2 separate regions of the Anas platyrhynchos genome follow, and region 1 is linked to region 2. A link is a contact called in public Hi-C data. All regions are on one chromosome and are shown on one strand. The core of a region is the stretch at or near the end of the contact, and the rest is flanking DNA. Distances in the headings are between cores, read along the strand shown. Region 1 holds the start of SOX4 (SRY-box transcription factor 4). Region 2 overlaps CDKAL1 (CDKAL1 threonylcarbamoyladenosine tRNA methylthiotransferase).

Region 1 (3,077 bases), core at 198-2,697, 550 kb before region 2:
GCGGGCTTGGCCGCGGCCGCCGGCCCGACGGGGCCCCCGCCGCCGCCGCCGCCCGTCCCGCCGCCCCCCCCGGCCTTGTCCGCCTTGTCGCCGGGCTTGGCCGCGCTGTTGCCCGACTTCACCTTCTTCCTGGGCCGGTACTTGTAGTCGGGGTAGTCCGCCATGTGCTTGAGGCGCAGCCGCTCCGCCTCCCGGATGAAGGGGATCTTGTCGCTGTCCTTGAGCAGCTTCCAGCGCTTGCCCAGGCGCTTGGAGATCTCGGCGTTGTGCATGTCGGGCGACTGCTCCATGATCTTCCTCCGCTCGATCTGCGACCACACCATGAAGGCGTTCATCGGCCGCTTGATGTGCCCGCTGGGCGTCTTGCACCAGCTCGGGTCGTCCGCCTTGCCGCCCGTCGAGGCGGTGGAGCCCGGCGTCGGCGACGAGGCGATGCCCAGCTCCAGACCGGCCCCGGACTCGGACGTCTCGGCGGCCAGCAGCGCCTCCGTGTTCTCCGCCGTGCCGCTCTGCTGCACCATGGCGGCGCCGGGGGGCCGCCCGGGGCTGGGCGCCGCCGGGGCGCGGGGCAGGGCGCGCAGCTTCTCACGGCGGCCCCGGCCCGGAGCAGCCCCCCGCGGCCGCGGCCCCGCTGCCGGCAGCGCTCGCACGTCCACACCGGCTCTCCCCCTCCGGGCGGCGACGGCAGCGGCTCGGGGAGGCTGTTTGTTTCTCTTAGGGTGCTTTTAGTTTTTTTTTTTTTTGCTTTGGTCTGTTTCTGGCTTTTTTTTTTTTTTTTTTTTTGGAGGGGGCGGGGGGGGTGTCGGTCTGATTTTTTTTTCTTTTTTTTTTTTTTTTTTGCTTTTTCTTTCCTCACCACCTCGAGGCTCGCCCCCCCGCCTCTGCCCGCGGCGGCTGCTCCAGTGGCCGGGTGCCGTCCGCCTGCCCCCGGCCGCTTCAGGGGGGAGGCGGCGAGCCCCCGAGAGCGCCGGCTGCGGCACCCGTGGCGGCGGCGGGCGGCTCGTGCAAGCAGAACGTGGCCGTGGCGAGGGAAAAGAAAAACCTCAGAAGAAAATTAAAAAAAAAATAATAAGAATAAAATCAAAAATTAGCAATAATTAAAAAAAAAGGCACGGAAAAAAAAAAAAAGAAAAAGAAAAAAGCACGAAGGTGTACGTCCCGGCAGGAAGAGCGGCCAGCCGGGCGCCGAGCCCCGTCCTCCGCTGCTGCTGCTCGCTGCTGCTTGCTGCTGCTTTGCTCCGCTCTGCTTTTTGCTCCGCTTTGCTCCGCGCTCCTTTTTGCTCCGCTCCGCTTTGCGCTGCTCCGCTCCCGTCCGCGCGCGCGGAGCCCCGCGGAGCCGCCCCCCGCGCTCTCTCGCTCGCTCGCGCGCGCCCCTCCCGCCCCGCGCGCGCTGCTCCGGCTGCAGCTGAGAGCGGCGCCCGCGCCCGCCCCGCGCCGCTTTATCCTTTCGCGGCCCGCGCCGCGGCCAATGGCGCGCTGTATCCAACGCGCCCGCGTGCCAAGCGCCGCCCGGCGGCCGCCCATTGGCCGCCGGCGCGGCGCAGCAGGGAGGGCGGCGTGCAATGGGAAGCGGCGGCGCTGACCTCATCGCGGCGGGGCGGTGCCGCGCGCCCCGCCCCGCCCCGCCCCGCCCCGCCCCGCCCGCACGTGCCCGCCCCGCGCCCCGCGCCCGCCGCTGCCGCCAGCAGCAGCAGCAGCAGCAGCAGCAGCACCGCGCGGCCTTGCAGCGGCCCTGCGGGGGCGTGCACCCTGCACCCACACCCCATGCACGGCAGCGGGGGGGTGTGGGGGGGGTGAGGCCGCCTTGCTCCCCAGGGGTTGCAAGCGCCGCTCGCCGGGACGGCGGCCCCGGCACGGCAGTCTCGGCGGTTTGTTTGTTGGTGGTGGTTGCTGCACGCAGCACCGGTCCAAATCGCTTTTTGAGGCAGAGGGAGAGCACGCTGTGGGGTGGCTGAAAGTTTTAGGTGCTCTGTACGTTGCACGTCACATATTTGTTTATATATTGCATGCATATCACATGTATGTTGCATATATACCACATACATGCCACATATATACTACATACACACCACATATATACTGCATATATATTACATATATGTTACACATTTCTGCAAGAAAATGTATGATAGCACACCTGAGCAGCATTTCCAGCTGGTTTGAGAGCAAGCCTTGAATATTAAGGTGCCACACTGGACTTACACCATTGCATGGCCGCCAAGGGTTTAGGGAAGTCCTGAGTGCCTGACACGCCACCCAGGTCACCTGCATTACTGGAAATGCTTCCTGAGGTACCTCTAAATTAGCGCTTTGCTTGCAAAATCGATACCTAGCGCTTCCTGCTAGGCATTGGGTAAAATGTTGCCTTCTGGCTTCCCTGAGGACACCCGGTGACATTGGTGAGTTTCACACCTCTGGGCTTTGTGAGAGGCAAATCGTTCGCTGCTCTTCCCCCCAGCCCCAGAGCTGACACGCAAACTGTTGCACCACAGCCCAGCGGCTCGCATGGACAGCAGTGCCCGTGGTGTCAGGAGGTTATTTACACTCGTGTGTATTTACATTCACGTGCAGCAGCCTGACAAGCTGGGCCTGGAAGAAGTCCCCAGCTTCTGGCTGCTCCACCTGTCAGCAAGGGCATCTAAAGGGAGGGATTTCAGCCCTCATTGGGCACAGAAACGTGCATTTGCTTAAACCACACAGCGTGCAAGATATTCTTCCAGACAGGTTAAAGCAGAACTAAGAACTAGTGGGCAGAGGTGTGGAAACAAAGACCTGCAGAGAACATTTCCATTAGCTGTGTTATGGTGTGTAAGGTCTCGATGCCCCCAGCAGGATGACCCCCAGGTACATTAAGCGTGGCTTTAAACTCAGTGTGGCTTCGGTGGGAGCAGCCACCACGCGCGGTGTCACCGTGGTTCGAGCACTGTGTGTGTGTGCGGGATGGACAGGGGTGTGCTGGTTCCCAAAAGCTTCCCACATCTGCAAACTCACCATTTAGAACTCCTTAATGAAGGAATGGCAAGGACACGACATGAAACTCTGTTAAAGCACTTTGTTAGGATTTCTTGGCCGTCTCC
Region 2 (3,257 bases), core at 34-2,533:
GCTTCAGACCATTGTGGCACAATGCAATTCCACTAGCACAGATCACCCTCCCTGCAAACCTGGGCACTTTCCAGTACACATCTGGAAAAGCTCCCAACTTGTGAAAGCAAGAGGTTGCTCTTGGCCAGCTTGCTATTCTCCACTATTTTAAACATAATTCACGATAGGAGATTATATATATATATATAAAATAATAAAAAAAAAAAACTCAGTGGGGAAGAAAAGAAAATCTATACAATCCAGAAATTCCTGAATTTCACCCATGGCAAATAAAATATATTTGCACTTACCCCAACTGAATTATAACAAAACTCACAAGCTAAGTATTTAGCTAGGCCTCAGACACATTTGACTTAAGATGTTAATTCACAACAAGCAGCACTCTCATTTAAAATAAATAAATAAATCAGATCCTATACATTGTTTAGAATTTGCCTTAACAAATGCAACATATTTTTGAAACAGAGGACAGCACTGCACTAATGACAATAGTTACCATCTACCTCAAATGCTATTGTTAATAAGCTGCAACATATTTCCTAATCGCCAACCTGAATACCACCTGCTTTTGCCCTGTTAGCTAAACTCAAGGTTTTACTTAAGCTGTAGTTGTACATTTCAACAGATAGCATTTGTTTAGCAGTCCCTACCATTTTCAGTGTCTTATTGTGATGCTCTAAGACAGATGACATAATATTATTAAAATAAAACAAAAGTTAAAATCATCCCTTAATGAAAATAATTAGAGGGTTAGGTTGATCATTATAAGCAAAATCTTTAATTAATTTTTCAAACAGGGGCCTTTATATAAATTAAGCCAATCTCCCTATATCAAACAAAGCAGAAAGGAGCTTCCAAATGAAAGAGTTCCTCAAAAAGGTGGATTTTGCCATTAAGGTACTTCACAAATCTCAAACCCATAACACAGACACCTTGGAAAGGGAACTGAGACCAAGTCTAAGCCTAACTTAAACTAACAAGCAGTAACTCTCAAATAAACTAGAGGTACAAAAACTAGACAGACCTTCCTAACATTCAATAGTGAAGTTACCACAGAAAGGTCAGAATATTGATAGCAAACAAGTTAGAGCAGGCTTAACTAAATGCACAGAACTGCACTTTAAATTTGAATAATCCAATACCCTTAGTTTAAATCAGTAATACAGATCAACAGTAATTAAAACGCTAACAGTCCAACTTAACTCATAAAAACATCAAGTGCTACCAAAATACAGAAACTAAGAGCAGTGCCCCAGCTCTGTACTATTTATCCAATGCTGCCACCTCTTGGCTCCTAGTGGTATAGCACTAAGCCATATCTCAAAAGGTTTAGAGCTTTTGTATTTGGATATACACAAATACCAAACTTGCAGTTTGTAAACTACATCGTGCGTTATGATATCCTAATTATTGTTGGCTACTGTACAACAGTAAAGCATTTAGGTAAAAATTATATGCCTGAACTTCATAGAACCATAGAATGGCTTGGGTTGGAAGGGGCCTTAAAGACCACCCAGTTCCAACCCCCCTGCCACGGGGCAGGGATGCCACCCGCTAGACCAGGTTGCCCAAGGCCCCACCCAGCCTGGCCTTGAGCCCCTCCAGGGATGGGGCATCCACAGCTTCTCTGGGCAACCTGTGCCAGTGCCTCACCACCTCTGAGGAAATAATTTCCACCTAAAATCTAATTTAAATCTTCCCACTTTTAGTTTAAAACCATCCCCCCTTGTCCTGTCATTATCTGATTGAGCAAAGAGTCACTCTCCATCTTTTTTTTTTTTAAGTCTTCTTCAAGCACTAAAAGGCCACAGTGAGGTCACCCTGGAGTCCTCTCTTCTGCAGGCTGAACACCCCCGGCTCCCTCAGCCTTTCTTCACAGGAGAGGTGCTCCAGCCCTCTGAGCATCTTCGTGGCCCTCCTCTGGACCCGTTCTAACAGCCCCACATCCTTCTTGTGCTGGGGGCCCCAAACCTGGATGCAGCGCTCCAGATGGGGCCTCACGAGGACAGAGCAGAGGGGCACAACCACCTCCCTCCCCTGCTGGCCAATTTAGCAAGAATGCTTCATCCACTGACTCCCCTTGATCAGGAGGCCTGTAGTAAACCCCAACCACAAGCTGTCTTTTATTGGTGTGGTCTTGAACTCTCACCCACAAGCTCTCAACCTGTCCATGGCTATTTCTCAGAGGCACCTCTTCACAGCCAAACCCTTCCATAACATGGAGGGCAACACGACCTCCCTTTCTTCCCTGTCCATCTCTTCTGAAGCATTTGTAGCCCTCTATTCCAGTATTCCAATTATCTGATCTATTCCACCACATTTCCGTGATAGCAATCAGGTCATATTTGTCGAATTGTGTTTCCAACTCCTGCTTGTTTCCCATGCTGTGTGCATTGGTGTAGAGGCACTTCAGCCAGGCAATCAGTCATATCACATTTCCAGAAGCCTTCCTGATTGCACTGGGACAGTTCACAAGTTACCTCCCTATTGTTACTCTGAGTGATAGTGTTTTCAGGTATGCTTTCTTCACTCGGAGGTGCAGCTTATGCCAATTGGACCTGTGGAGACATGCTGTATCACAGAAAAATGTATACACAAATAGCACAGATGAACTAAGACAGCAGCAGATACACCCCAAGGATGGGACTTTGAGAGAAGAAACATCTATATGCGCCTTTACTTGTTTCCTTGGTCACTGGACTCATTTGGTACACCTGGAAACTTTAGAAACATCCATCCAGGCTTACACAAATATTACCCTACTTTTCAATGAACAGCCAATAGGGAAATACAAGGCTCCATTACACAGAAAAAAAAATAAAGAGAAAGAAGGACTTTATTTGCTCCTATCAATGAGGGAAAAAAAACCACGCAATTCGTATCTCAAATCTGTTTAAATAGTTTCCACTTGTCTCCAGCCCGTCTTGCAACCCACAAGTCTCCATCACTTTTGGGCTCCTCACTACAAGAAGGGTATTGACTTGCCCAAGCACATTCAGAGAAGAGCACTGAAGTTGGTGAAGGGGCTAGAAGACAAGATTATTGAGGAGAGGCTGAGGGAACTGGAGCTGTTTAGTCTGGAGAAGAGGGGGCTGAGGGGAGACCTTGTCATTCTCTATCACTGCCTGAAAGAAGATTTCAGCAAGGAGCATGTTGGTCACCTTTCTCAGGTTACAAGCAATAGGACATGAGGAAACAATCAGTCTCAGGTTGCGCCAGGGGTGGAGGGTTAGATTGCACATTCACAGAAAGGGTGG

What was found. A called contact is a pair of places that touch in the nucleus more often than the background predicts.
Region 1: a contact with region 2 is called in a Hi-C map of subcutaneous adipose tissue, with 4 times the contacts expected there. The contact joins the promoter of SOX4 here to the enhancer-like site in region 2. A contact is called at or near these places in 2 of 8 Hi-C or Micro-C datasets (small yellow follicle and subcutaneous adipose tissue).

What each region holds. Positions count from the first base shown.
Region 1 is chr2:109,800,542-109,803,618 of IASCAAS_PekinDuck_T2T, reverse strand. It overlaps SOX4 (SRY-box transcription factor 4), which reads right to left and starts at 1,447. Exons shown (of 1, transcript XM_027451211.3): 1 at 1-1,447. The coding sequence starts at 521.
Region 2 is chr2:109,247,272-109,250,528 of IASCAAS_PekinDuck_T2T, reverse strand. The region is part of intron 4 of CDKAL1 (CDKAL1 threonylcarbamoyladenosine tRNA methylthiotransferase); the gene reads right to left. Among named protein-coding and RNA genes, the nearest start is that of CDKAL1, 17 kb to the right of the region's middle. Within about 2 kb of position 1,283, at least 1 of the 8 cell types and tissues checked has an H3K27ac peak or open chromatin away from gene starts, as enhancers often do. A contact at or near this core is called in subcutaneous adipose tissue, where this site is marked.